Regions from separate parts of the Gossypium arboreum genome. Here region 2 is linked to region 1. The links are chromatin contacts, called in public Hi-C maps. All regions are on one chromosome and are shown on one strand. Each heading gives the region's core, a stretch centred on a gene start, on an enhancer-like site or on the middle of the called end of the contact. The rest is flanking DNA. Distances are from core to core; before and after follow the strand shown.

Evidence for each region. A called contact is a pair of places that touch in the nucleus more often than the background predicts.
Region 2: a Hi-C map of leaf shows a contact between it and region 1, with 2.8 times the contacts expected there. The contact joins two enhancer-like sites. A contact is called at or near these places in 2 of 5 Hi-C or Micro-C datasets (both in leaf).

Annotation. Positions count from the first base shown.
Region 1 is chr3:127,595,245-127,602,669 of ASM2569848v2, reverse strand. No RefSeq gene overlaps it. Among protein-coding and RNA genes, the nearest start is that of LOC108489213, 7.0 kb to the right of the region's middle. Within about 2 kb of position 3,084, at least 1 of the 2 cell types and tissues checked has an H3K27ac peak or open chromatin away from gene starts, as enhancers often do. A contact at or near this core is called in leaf, where this site is marked.
Region 2 is chr3:127,699,388-127,706,812 of ASM2569848v2, reverse strand. It overlaps LOC108489333 (type IV inositol polyphosphate 5-phosphatase 3), which reads left to right. Exons shown (of 13, transcript XM_053025885.1): 13 at 780-1,595. Among protein-coding and RNA genes, the nearest start is that of LOC108489333, 11 kb to the left of the region's middle. Within about 2 kb of position 4,727, at least 1 of the 2 cell types and tissues checked has an H3K27ac peak or open chromatin away from gene starts, as enhancers often do. A contact at or near this core is called in leaf, where this site is marked.

The DNA.
Region 1 (7,425 bases), core at 1,835-4,334:
GATTTCTCTATCTTCCAATTGACCATTTTGCCCTTTGTGATCTTTTAAAATTCCATTCTTGAGTTATCACTTAATTTGGTAAAATTGCAATTTAGTCCCTCATAATTCTTCACCTATTCAATTTGGTCATTATTCATCAACTTTCCTTGGTTTCTAGATCATTCCACCCTTAAAATATTTGCACTATTAGTCCTTCAACTTTTTATATTTACACTTTAATCCTTCAAATTTTAAGTATTTACTCTTGGGCCACAAAACTTTTCTCGCTTTTACAATTTATTCCTTTCTTGAATTAATATGTCATAATATACTTCCCAGTGACATAACTCAATTTTCCTCTTCTTGTCACTTTATTTCCTTATTTTACTGTATTAAGGATAATATCTTACTGTAGAAATTTTCAGGGTGTTATAGATGGTGTACTCCCCACACGACAGACAAAAAGTGTAGGTCCCTGGGCGCCACCGCTTAACCAATGTGGATATTAAGTCCGCCCTTAAGTCAAACATTCGGATCAATGCTGCTGTGCTAAATCTGGCAGCATCCAAGTACGGGATAATTCGATCATCTGGACTGTTCAATCATCTTCAGTTTGAATTAGGCCCATCAAGAATCTTGTGATATTCAACCTTACAAAATTTGGGTCCATCACAAATCTCGTGCCCTAAGAGTGCAATTAATGAGACAAGGTTCGATTGGCCTTCGTCAAATATACTAGTGTTCTCGTTGGTGCTAATATATTTTAATAAATGTTTTCTCTTATTCAATCATCTTCTACTTGAATCAGTTTCATTGAGAATCTCATGATATTGAACTTTGCTTGATTGGGGTCCATCAGGAATCTCGTGCCCCAAGTGTGTTTTTAGTGAGACAAGGTTCGATTAGCCTTCATGGAATGCACCACTTTAAAGGGTTCCTTTGACAACCGCTATCGCACAAAGACTGCCATCAATCGTAATCGGCACCTCCTCCTCTAAAGGGTTCCCTTGACAACATAACCTTTATAGTACTCATGATCGCATAACCAATACCAACTTAGAATTGTCAACTAAGAGAACCCTATTTATACTTCAACCTATGACCGCATAACTATTAACAGGGAAATGAAATCTCCAAGTGATGGTACACTCTCAAAACAACAAATGAAATCGGTCAATGTCTGAACTCTGCCGGATCATCGTTAAATAAAACATACTTTGAACCTACCAAAATTTCTAACTATAACACAAACAAAAAATTAAGATAAATATTATTTTCCCTTATTTTCTCAACAATTAAATATTTTTCCTTGTTCTCTCAATTTTCTTCATCTTGACAAAATTTTGGGGAAAAAAAAGCCCATTTTTTTTCCTTTCTATTTTCTCAATACTGATGTTCCACTAGGGATGATATATATAGCCTGGTGGTGCCAGCAACAAGAAAGCAGACACAAAAAAAAACTTTTTTTTTTTTACAATTTTCTAGCACTAGTGCCAACAACAAAAACGCTAACACCAAATTTTTTAAAAAAATTTGAATCGATGCCAACAAAGTGAACGTCAACACCTACTAAAAAATATTTTTTCCTTTTTTTTAGATCTTGAAATACTTGTATTTTTTATAAGTATTGAGAAAAATACATACTAATGTCAGTGATCATAATGTCGGCACCAAAAATTTTAAATTTTAAAGGATTGGACTATCATGGGGCAATGATTGAAGGATGATGGGGGTTGGTGCCGATGGTTAGATGATCGGCACTCAAGTGTACTACAGAAAACATGTCATTTTTGTATAAAATTTTATACTTAGGTTATTTTCGTAAATAATTTTTATTTTTGAGTTAACTTTGAAAAAGAAAAGGTCATTTTTCGGCATATAAAATTAGAACCAAAATTTTACTTTTATTTTTCTAAAAACATCAATTTTTCGTACTATTCCATCTCAGTTTTCTATTAAATGAGGATTGATGGAGGTCGCAATCAAAGAGCCGTCCACTCATCATATTGTCAAAGACATGCTCGTAATTATTAGGTCCCACCACCACGGGTTTGAGACACGTGTACGATGAAATGCAACAAAGAAACTTTTCAGTCTCTCTAAGCTTCACTTAATTTAAAAAACCAATACCAAAATGCAGCCTTCCATTGGCTTAGCCTACCTGACTTGGCTCCATCTTACCGACCAAAACCTTTGATTTTCCTTTTTTTATTCTAAGTGCTAACCGACATTTTCTTATTTTATTTTTTTATTCACCTTTCGTCATTCTAGATTGTTCTATTTCTTTAATTCTAAACCTTCCATTATTTCATTTTGACCTTTAATTTGTTTCGTTTATATTATACATTTTATTTTTTAAAAGGTTTAATTTAGATTTTTAATTTTAATTTTAATTTGATAAAATTATTTAATTTTAAAAATTAAAATACAATTGATAACACATATTCCTATTTAATAATATTTTAAAAGAACAAAATAAATTTAAAATTTTAAAAGTTTAAAATGTAATTCTATTTTTAAAAGTCAAGAATCTAATTTAAAACTCGATTAATAATTTTACCGAAAATTAAAAATAAAGGACTAAAAGAGTAAAAAAATAGAGAGGGAATTGAACCGGTTTAAAATATATACAAACATGTCATACAAAAGTGTTGGGATCAATTAAAGATCTTATTACCAAAGATATTTGACTTAAATATTTTTTATGTTTATTATTTTATCTAATATCTATCCCTTTTCTTTTTAATTAATTTTCATTTTATCTTTAAAAATATTTTATTTTCTTTTACTTATTTAGTTATTATATTTATTTTAATAATATTAGTTACTATTTCACTCAAACAATAAGCAAAAATATATACACATCAACTTTGTGATTGAAGAAAAAATGATGTAAAATGATGTTTTCAAAGAAAAAAAATTAAGTAATAAACAAGTATCAGAGTTAAACGACATAATTTTAGCTTTTCAAACGAATTACGAGAGGGAAACGACGACGTAAAGCATAGAAAGTCACAAGCATGATGCATGCATATGATCCATGATGAGATGCATTTCACATCCAAACAAGATATATTCCTACCACGACATTGTGCCACGTCCTATAACCGTGTTGTTATCTATAGCTACTCCCTGATTGGCTGTCTGTTCTGGGAGCTATTTGGATCTTTGGGGAGTTTTCTTAAAAATTCATTTATTATTGGTTTAATTATAAATTCCAGCGCTCTTCTTTATGAAATTTGTGATTTTAGTTTCTTTATTTTAAAAAATTAGAATTTGGTCCTTATGCTTTATGAAAACTGCAATGTTATTTAAATCAGGCCGGACCATCGATTTATTGATCCAGATATAGGGGGTGAATTAGCCTCTGATCAAACCCCCTCAAAACCAATAAAATGGAAATTGGAAAAAAATCGATGGTTGAATCGATTTTATAAAAGTTTAATTTTAAAATTATTTTTAATTCTATTAATTTTAACTATTAATTTAATTATTGTTGGACCAACACTTAAATCGGTTAAATTGAATATTAGTGCTCTAATTTATTTGACTAACCTAATTATTAAAACATTGAAAAATAAAATAAAAAAGTAGCTCAATTAGGTAACACTGTTACATCTTTCCATCAAATCAAAGATCTAAAACTAATAGTTAAACATTCAGATACAATAAATTACTAAAATTTTACAGTTTAATAATATATGTGCAACAAATTAACAAAACCAATAATTTAAGCTCACATGCTTACTAACAACTACATGAACATATATTTCTATATTTTTGAATTTTATATATAAATTATCATGTATTTTAGATTTGGTGTCCACATTATATAACATTCGCCTCTTTGACCAAATTGTATTTTATATTAACTAAGTTTTTTTCAATTTTTAATTATATAACTTTAATAATAATCATCATCAAATATTAATGTATGGTAGGTCTTAAAATACTAAACTTAGAGGCCCAATATGAGTTTTAAAGTCAAATTCTAGAATTAATTGATTTGGTCCATACCCATACATATTAGGTTAGTGGTTTTCTTGTATTTTGATTTGTATGTCTTTGATTTGGTTCATGTGAAGGACACTACATCGTTAGCTTTGAAGAAAGCAATCTATGAAGTTCTTTTATGTCATTGCCTTAATGTGAATGATATTCATGATCAAGGATATGATTGTGCAAGTAATATGCATGGCGAATGAAACGGCTTGCAAACGTTATTTGCTAAAAAGTGTTGATTTGTATACTATGTTCATTTCCTCGCTCATCGTTTCCAGTTAACTCTAGTAGCTGCATCCAATGAGGTTATTCCTATTTGTCAATTTTTTTCATACTTGACTAGTATAATCAATTTGGTTGCTTCTTCAAGCAAACAACATGATCAGTTAAGGGACATTGAGGCATCTCATAAAGCAGAGTTATTAATAGTGGTGAGCTTGAAACTGGCAAAGGGAAAAAATCAAGTTGGTACTTTTCAACGTCCAGCCAATACCCGATGGGGATCTCATTTAGCTTCTCTTAATAGCTTCATGAAGATGTTCAATTCTGTCTGTGTTGTATTACAGGATATCATCAATTTGACAACCTTACTCAAAGGAGTAAAGCTAATGGAATATATGATGTAATGACATCCATTGAATTTGTTTTCATCCTGTATTTCATGATTGAGATGCTTGGAATCACTAATGATCTCTATCAAGTATTGCAATATAAATCGCAAGATATACTAAATGTGATGCAACTAGTGTCATGAACTAAAACGTTTATCGAGAAATTCAAAGAACATGGATGAGATCTTTTATTTGAGAAAGTGAAATTATTTTTGTAAATATCATGCGATAGAAGTCCCCAATTTAAGTGTTTCGTACAAAATTGGTCGAGGTCGGTCTCACATCCAAAGAGATAACCTCACAATTAAGCATCACTATCAGTTTGATATATTCATTGCCAGTATCGATTTATTGCAAATAGAAATGAATTCTCGCTTTAATGATGAAGTAGTGGAGTTACTTGTTCTTAGCTCCCATTTGGATCCACGTGATAATTACAAAACTTTTCGGGTGGAAGATAACTGCAAACTTATGAATGATTTTTATCCTGATTTTGTTGATCAATAAAAACTACACATGAAGATTCAATTGGAGCATTTTAAACTTGATGCTCATTAAAACATGGAATTATAGAAAGCTTCTACAGTTGCCAAGTGCTAGCTAAGACAAATAAGTCAAGTATTTATATTTTTCTTGATAGAATTATTCGTCTAGTGCTAACTCTTCCTATAACAGCCTATTTTCAGTGAAATTGGAACAGTGGTTTCGGGACCACAAATCCGACCCAAAAATATGATTTATTTTTATTTTATTATATGATCTGTGATATGGTATATATGTCGTGTGAAAATTTTGATACAAAAATTTTATCGATTTAGTGCTTAATTACGAGAAGGACTAAATTGCATAAAATGCGAAAGTGGAATTCTAGTAGCTATAAGGATCAAATAGCTATGGAATTCAAAAATTAATGTCCTTATATGGTAATTAGACAATTAAAAAAATTATGTAGATTTTCTTAGTGACTCATCCATGGAATTATAGAAAAAAGGTAAGGACTAAATTGGAAATACCAAAATACTTAACTAATTAAAAGAAGAAAAGAAATATATCATCTTATTTTCATCATCTTCAACCTAAAATTTTATGGAAACCCTAAGAGAGAGGGGAGAAACTTTCAAGGCTTAATTGGGTAAGTTATCTTGTATCGTTTTTAGTAATTTTGGTATTTTTGAAATTGGGATAGCTTAATCTCTCTATTTGAGGGATTAATTTGAAAAGATATCAAAGTATGCAAATGGGTCATGGATGTATTATGCTGGAAATTAGAAATTTATGGTATAAAATGAAATATTATTGATAGATAAACAACTTTTACAAAGTGATTTTTGATGAAAACATGATTTAGGGACTTAAATGAAAAGTTGTAAAATTTGATGAAAAATTATGAAATTTTATGGATACATGTGTTGGAAATTTTGTAATGGGCTTTGGTTAGGCTTGGAATAGAGAGTAATTTGCACAAGTTTTATTTTTCGGGCCTAGGGATAAAATCGAAATTTATAGAAAAATTAGGGGCAAAATGGTAATTTTTCCTAGGACGTAAATTGAGTCCATTTAAATATGAAATGTGTGAAATTGATAGTTAAATTCATTTATATAGATCCGGACAGCACTAATTCGAGGTTAGATCGAGGAAAAGAAAAGATTTCGGATTAGTAGACTTTTACGCGAACAAGTGTCGAGGTAAGTTCGTGTAACTTAATCCGGCATGTAAATATGTTTAATTGAATGTTGTGTTGTATGGAACGTGATTTATATTGAAGTACATTAATTGAATGTTATAATAAGAAACTTAATACGTGTTTGAAATGATGATAAAGGGTTAGATCCCGATTGAATATTGAATTCCGACAATTGTATGCGTTTTCCCGAAACAAATAGGGTCCTACATATGTTGCGGATGAGATTTAGCTTGGACGAGTAATCCCAATGACCTTGTTATAGAAAATATTTAGCCTGGATCGGTAATCCCAATATAATATCTCTCGAGTATATGTTATGATTAGGGTTTAGCCTTGACTGGTAATCCTAATCGAGCTCTTGTGAGCATACTTTATAAAAATGATTTAGCCTGGACTGCTAATCCTGTTATACAATATGTGGCTCGAGAGAGTGTTTCTTGGTTAAGTGCCCTAAGGGGTGACCTTGATAAGAATTGACGGAATAATGAATCGTACACCTCGAGTGTAGTACTTGAGCTTTTATCGGAATCTCAGTGATTCAACGGACATAGAACTTTTGACATGGTATGAGAATCTTCAGATGAAATGAAAATGACTTGAAAGAATATTACTTGATGAGCTCATCTATGTTACTTGATTGATATGGATATTTTGGTGACTAACATGTTTGATTGAATGTATGTGATTAGGCAATTTAGCCAAATGGATGGAAACATAACTTTGTATGCCTAGATTTTAATCAACAAGATTGGTAAGTTTAGTTTCCGTTATACGAACTTACTAAGCATGTAATGCTTACCCCATTTTATTTTCCCCTGTTTTATAGTGCTCGGAAGCTCGTGAAGGTTGGAAGATCATTGAAGCATCATCACACTATCAACTAGCATTTTGGGTATACTTAGTAAAATCACTTTAGTATAATGGCATGTATAAAACAACTTGGCCAATAGTGGCTTGAAATGTTATTTTGTAACCTAGCCATTGAAATGGCTAGTGATGGTTTATTTTGGTATTACTAAGTAGATTATCATGTTATATATTTACACATGAGATATGTTAAGAATATGTGATCAATGTTATGTATTGCCTAAGTTTATCTAAGGTAAGTTTACAAACACATATGCATGTGATGGTATGCTATGTTAAAT
Region 2 (7,425 bases), core at 3,478-5,977, 100 kb before region 1:
CTTTCTACCACAAGTTGTAAATGTCATGGTGCATAATAGGGAAACAAAGTAATGCTGGCTGCACATAGTTACTAGATGTAGGGTGAGAGGAGGAATGGTTGAAGTTGACTAGAACCTAGGAATAAGGTAAGGAAACAAGATTAAACGCCTTTAAGAGAAGAAGTCTATGTTGCAGTAATGAGAATCTGTTTGTAGAAGCATGGATTAGTATATATAGGTTGAATGGTGGTTAATATTTCCATTGAGAATTTGAACCCCATGAAGTTTTAAGGTGATTTTTCTGAAATTAACGTGAGACACTTGGTGGTTGCAAACTATCTTGTGTTGTGGCACGCATCGAGGATTACATGAAGGTAAGTGGATTTTTTTTTGAAGTAGATGAAATTGATGCTAAATCAAATACCCTAGTAGGAGATCTATGTTTTATCTAACGTCTATCACCATTTGTCATGACATGGAATTCTATTCTGATTGGATGAAATAGATAGAAAATTGGAACATGGAATTAGGTGATCACATGCTAGAAAGGTTATTAAGACCAAATCATTTTTCCTGATTTTTATCACATCCCCTAATACCACAAACTAAGAACTTGAAAGTTGAAACCAAACTTATGAAAGGGATTCTGATGACATGTCCATTTTACATGTTATGTCGTATTGAATGTACCGAAACATGAGAAGTCTTGGGTCCAGGGTCTTTTCAGCAGTGGGTCCAATACTTGCGTAAACATATGCTTTGTTTATTTCCCTAAACAAAAGGCTTGCTTTCTGATGCAGGATAGGTTAGCCGAGAGATATGAAGGGATGCTAATCTATGCCTGAGCCTTTGAGGCTAGGGGTGAGAGCTCCTATAACTCTTGATATTTCCTACACTTTAGATTCATTCATTTTTTTTTCTATGTTATCGTATTGTATATTGCAATCATTGTATAAATGCATCAATTCTAGGGGTTCCACAAATAGATTCAAGAACAATGCCAAATAAAAATCAGAGCTTAGTTTGCATGTAGGCATTCAGCATCGGAATAAAGTTTTATAAATTTCCCCTTCTGCCAACAGATTTTTCTATCTCATAAAATCTCGGTGTTTTAAAAAGAGATATAGTCAATGCATGTGTTTTGCTGCTATCTTTTTGTCAAAAAAAAAAAAAAACATATCCTCTATCTCTCTGCTTTTGGTGTGTGAAAAGCGACCAGTGGTCACATGAATCTTGACTTCTTGCATGGTAAAAAGAAAGAGCCACTTACATATTCACTTTAACATAAATGTACTTTTGCCATTATTTATAACTTCGTATTTTTGACAGTCTTTCTATAGCTTTAATATAGCAAATATCTGCGAGTGACGTTAAAGAAAATATGTTTTTCATAAATGTATGCAACCAATGGCCTGAATGCATCTCTCAACCAGATACATGGTGACCTTAGGCAGGTCATTACATTAGCCATTAGATGTTTCTTTATTCAGCTATCTTCTGTATAACATGCCATGACTAACATTTTCCTAAGCTTTTAAAGATAAACCATTTTTATCTTTTTCCTGTACTTCTTTTGGTTGTGAAATGGAAGTATGAAAGGATTCATTTATATTAAATTTGAAAGATCATCAAATGTCGTGCTGATCTATCTGGATTTTCTGTAGAATTATTTTTACTTCGCTGTTTGTTCTTTGAGATTGGGATTTACTCATCATGGTTTAATTGTTTGCCTGTCTTGAGGAAAATTCCAAATGAATGCCAATCCTTGAATCTTACACCTAACCAGGCCTAAATTACCGATTTCACTTCAAGTTTATATGTAAACCGAGGTTGTTTTTAATGTATCAGTGTCTTATTTTAATGTATCATTTTGAGTTTATTGATATTTTTATTTTCACATATATATATATATATATTTATTGTTTAATTTTAGTTTCTTAATAAATTATATTATATATATGTGCAAAAATAATTTAATTACATTTGTATAACTTATATTATACATATTTATATACAAATATAAGTTTTAAAATTATTAATTAAGTTAGATAACGTAGTTTAATAATTAACTTAATAATTTCAAGTTTTAATGTAGTTTTAAAATGATTTAAGATAAAAAAATAAAAATAGGTTCAAAATATAAAAATTGTGTACTAATCTTGTCACGCACCAGTTTAAGTTAGTATTGATTGAAATAAGTATAAATATATAGAAGGCCAAAATACATCGAAAATCTTGATCAGAATGAAATTAAAATTAATTGGTACACTAAAATAATATACACCGTTTGATACAACCATTATCGATATGATAAGAGCCACCCTGACATAGAGCTATGTAATGGTATAAATTTAAACAAATTAAAAGATGAGGAGGGTTTGGCAAATATAACCCGAATCTTAGGGTGAAAACCTCTTTGTTTTTTTAGGTTAATGTCACATTTATCCTCTAAACTTTAGGCTAATGCTAACTCTGGTCTGGTACGTATACTAAAAAACAGAATTACAGTTTGGCATCTTTATTATGGTTCAGTTATACATTCCACCCGTTACAAATATCTGCTAATGTATCGTCAGCCACATAATTAATTACATTTGCACTGCTATACTTATACTATTATCACAAAAGCCGGTTGAGTAAGAAATAAGGTAATCTACAAAAATAGTCACTTTTGTTTGTCTCAGGTTATATTTTAGTTATTTATGTTTAAAATGTTACGTTTTAATCACTTATCTTATTATTTTGTTACGAAATGATCACTCTACCGTTAAGTTCTGTTATCTTTCTAACGGTAATCGTAAGTGGCAGTCTAACTAGATTTTAAGTGCCAACTTGAATTTTTAAATGGGATAAAAATAGATTTTTAATCAAAAAATTTAATTAATTAAAATTTTTAAACCTAAACCATAACTAAAAAAATTGTTTATATCCTCTTTTTAATTTTTCTTCCATCTATTCCTTTTTTCAATGATTTGTTTTTCTTATTTGACTGGAAAAACTATTATTAAGATCAAAATAGTTGAAATCAAATTGACTGCTTCATAAAGATGGATTCAATGGAAGGTTCAGGTATGTCTTTTTTGCATTCCTCTATCTTTTTTATTCAATACTGAAAAACAAAAGATTAGATTTTTTATTGTTTAATGAAAACTCTAAATTAAAATTCGTGATATTTTCTTCTACTTTTTGAAATTGTTTGTAAACATGTATTTTATTTTGCATCAATAGACATCCCATAAAATGCAACCAGAAACATGTTTCATTCAAGCTAATTTTAAAATTTTCAGAAAAAGGCTGTTACTTTTACTGTTCTTGTTCCTAATTATTATATTTTCTAGTTCTTTCATAGTTCTTGAATAATTGGTTTTTCAATCAAATATTTTCTGATTTGAATCAACTTGTATGTTCATAATTTCTTTGTGGGTATTCTAGATTATTCTTTCTTATTGTTGATTTCAATTATTTTGATATTAATAATAGTTTTTCTAGTCAAATGAAAAAAACTCATTAAAAAAATAAGAGATAGAAGATTTAGGTTTGAAAATTTTAATTAATTAAATTTTTAATTAAAATTTATTTTCATCCCATTTAGAAATCTAAGTTAGCACCTAAAATCTAGTTGTACTGCCACTTACGATTACCGTTAGAGAAATAACGGAACTTAACGGTACAGTGATCACTTCGTAATAAAATAATAACATAAGTGACTAAAACGTAATATTTTAAACATAAATAACTAAAATGTAACTTGAGACAAATAAAAATAACTATTTTTATAGATTACCTTAAGAAATATAAAGAGAAAAGTAATTTTAATATATTATGTCATATAGAATCATGGATAGATTTTCTTTCTTATTTGAATAATTAAAAGGAATCCTTACCGTGTTGTAATCGAAGGAGATGCTGTGTGATTAAGAAGCTGCAGAAAAATGAGGAAAATTATAAACTTGGTTAAAATGAAATTTTTATAAATATAATAGCTTTTATATGTATTAAACATTATTTTATATTTTTGGAGGGGCAAAGCGCCGCCCTGCCTATCTTGTACTTCAGATACTTTGCAACAATTGGAAATGTGCTCAGTAACAGCCCACAATCTTGTCGAGATGGGTTTGACTATTTACTTCAATCATTATTGTTTTGAATACGATCACATCAAATTACAAATGTTTTAGTTGAGAATGCTTTAATTTTATCTAGGGTAAGGGTTTTGATTGATTTTGGAATTAAAATAAAATTAGTTAAAAATAAATAATTGGAAGAAGGAAAATTTCATATATGTATCGTTCCACAGGGCTTATGCTATCAATATAAATATAAAGAGCTTAAAAATTCAATGTAACAGTTCACATGTAAATTACATGATAGGCTAATGACAAATAAGTGAAGATCTCTAATGGTGATAAGCGGTTGGGTAGTATGTATAACGAAATTATAGTATTTATATCTGATTATATTTCTTTTAGAGTTTTACTATCACAATATAATATATTTACAATTACAAATATAATATTAGTTTAGATATATATTTGATTAATTACTATGATTTTGCTTTTTGAAAATTAGATTTAAGGATTTTTTTATTAAAATTTTCAATGAGCAAAATGTCATGTTTAGGTATGTTAAACATACTCAATTAAATATATTGTTGCTACCATGCTTTGCCAGTAATTTATCTTGCATCATGCATGCTTCGTCTGGGACCAAGGATATGCCACTTAACCACCCTAATAACACAACCACACAAATGAGACAGTGGCGACCTAACAAGGAATGATTGAATGACAAGCATGTCTATTAGAGGAGGACATGTGGCATAGAAGAGTAAACATTATATATACATCTCTTGGCTCCATAGTAGGGAGTCTTCTTCTTCTTCTTCCTTATTCTTTAACAGCTTTCTCTCCAATTCAACAATATCTCAACCACCTTCTCTTCTCTTCATGGCTCTTCACCCCCTTAGGGTTAACTATCTTTTCAAATCTGTCCACTATCCTTTTTTCACTCACATTTTCATAATGAACAATCCTTGCAAATATAGATGAACAAGAACAAGCCCCCCACGCTCAATCGGAACCCCAAACAACTTAAGATTAACAGTTCTCTAGTGCATGACAACAATTCTCCCAATAGAAGACACAATCAAGTCGTCATTACGATCCGTATAACCTGTATGATTATATTATCCACATTATGTAAGCTATACACAATACCCCCACCTAGATATTATGTTAATTACTAAATTAACAAAGCCAACCTTATACCTCTCATGGTGAATAGACTTTGCAAAACCTTAACTTTAGCTCATAACAGTTTATGAAAGTGCAAGAGAAAATGATAATTCTTGAAAAGCATATATCTATGTAGCAACTTTGTACCAACAACAACCAACAACAGCAGGAAGTAAACTTGCGAAACGAGAAGATCATTAAAGAGCTCAGGGAAAACAAAAATCTTTAAAAGTAAAATCCTACCAGAGGTAAAAAGAAGAAATCTCCCAATCTTTTCTTAACAAGTGGAGGAAACTAAGGTCTGATAGAACTCCAATGTTGAACCCACCATATCAGTTGCAAATGCAAGATAATTAATAACTAGCTCACTTTTCTTAAGATCAAATACAAGCCCTCAGAAAAGAAAATGAATTGCTTTTTGCAATACCAAGTCCGTTGGATTTGAATGAGACTATTCCAATAAGACTTTGGCTCTAAATGTGGCAAGAGAGTTCATGTCTCCAACTTTGATGTTGCCTAAGATGACCCCTAAGAGCATTTGGCACACTACAACAACCACATGAATATGCTAGGCACCTTCAATGCATTGAAGTGTCTTGCCTTTTTGATGACCTTAAGAGACCATGCAAGAGATTGGTATTTTTCCTCTCCAAGAGGGGCTCCATTCATTTTTAAATGAGCTTGCAAACCTATTTATGAACAGGTTCTTTTATTAGGATTTTGTGCCCTTAGTGTAAGGGTTACGTCATTCTACTTATAATTTTCAAACTGATTAGATAAATAAAATTCTATAATTAATTTATTATATTTTTGTATGGTTTTCCTCAAATGATTTTTGCATGAAAAGAAAAATGAATGAACGCATATTAGCTAATTTATTACCTAAAGGTTTAACAAATATTAAGCTGCATCATATTGTAGGATTATGACGTGAGAAGACAACTTATATGAGTAGGTAATCTAAATTGTTCGTAGTTTATGGAATAAAACTGAGCAATTGACTCATAGGGTTAGTCAAAATTGAGAGATACCTTACCTTGAGTATCAGAGCAGTTGACTCTCAGAAAATAGAAACATATACGTGATTGTCTAGATTGACAATATATTAGACTAGAACCAAGTATAATTTATCTTGGATCCATTTATGAATTTCTTCACTTTTAACGTTCATGGTGTGACTTACCCTAATACTGAGTAAGTAATTAACCATGTTTACCTAACTTATGGATTAGTCCATCCCAATGAGTTTTAATAGAACTCTAATTTTTATTGAAATATTATTTTTCCTTCTATTTATTCTAGTAGAACTCTTGTGATTTTTTCCCTATACATAGAGGCTAGGGGTTGCTGAAATATCAACACGTATATTTGAGGATACTCTGATAAATTTTAATGAAAATTTTATTTGGGTTATTTTTTGAACTCAAATAAATTCTATTTTTCGTGAGTACTTTTCGTTCAAATTTGTGAGATTATAATTGTATTTTCCTTGGCAATTATAACTCAAATTTGTGAGATTTAATTTTTCAGTTTTGGATTTCCTCTAGAGAAAGTCGACTTTTCATATTAGAAAGTCTCAATTTTCATCTTGTGTTCAATTTTTTAAATAGAGCCCACATTCTAAGCATTTAAGGGTTCAAAAATAGCGGAGAAGATCATTCGATTGAAAGCTAAAAGGATTTAGATACTAGATCCAAGATTCAACATATCTCCTTAGCTTGAAAACATATCAAATTTGGTGAATAATAATATCACAACTAAAGTATAATTTTATGAAAAGTTTTGGGATTCCATTATGCAACAAAACTATTTTTCATAACATATTTTCAATAATTGGTATTAAAGTCAAGTTGTGCTATATCTATTAGTATAAATAGTTACCAAATTGTTTCCTCTTTTTCTTGTTTGATTAAATTGATAGAAAGTGGCATTCTTAATTTTAAGCATGTTTTGGGTATTTATATGTTAATGGATGTTTCTTAATTATATAATTATTGTATTATGTAATTTTGCCAAAGTCGTGGTTCCTAGAATTGGATTGATTGTATCTAAGTTATTTTTTGGATATGTGATTATACCGTGGACTATCATATTCACATAGGTTTTCTAATTTTTTGAAATTAGAAAATCTTATGAGGCAAAAAACTAGGAATCTTGTAACAAAATTTAGAACAGAGACCTCGTACCTCAAACATATTCAATGAGCAAATTG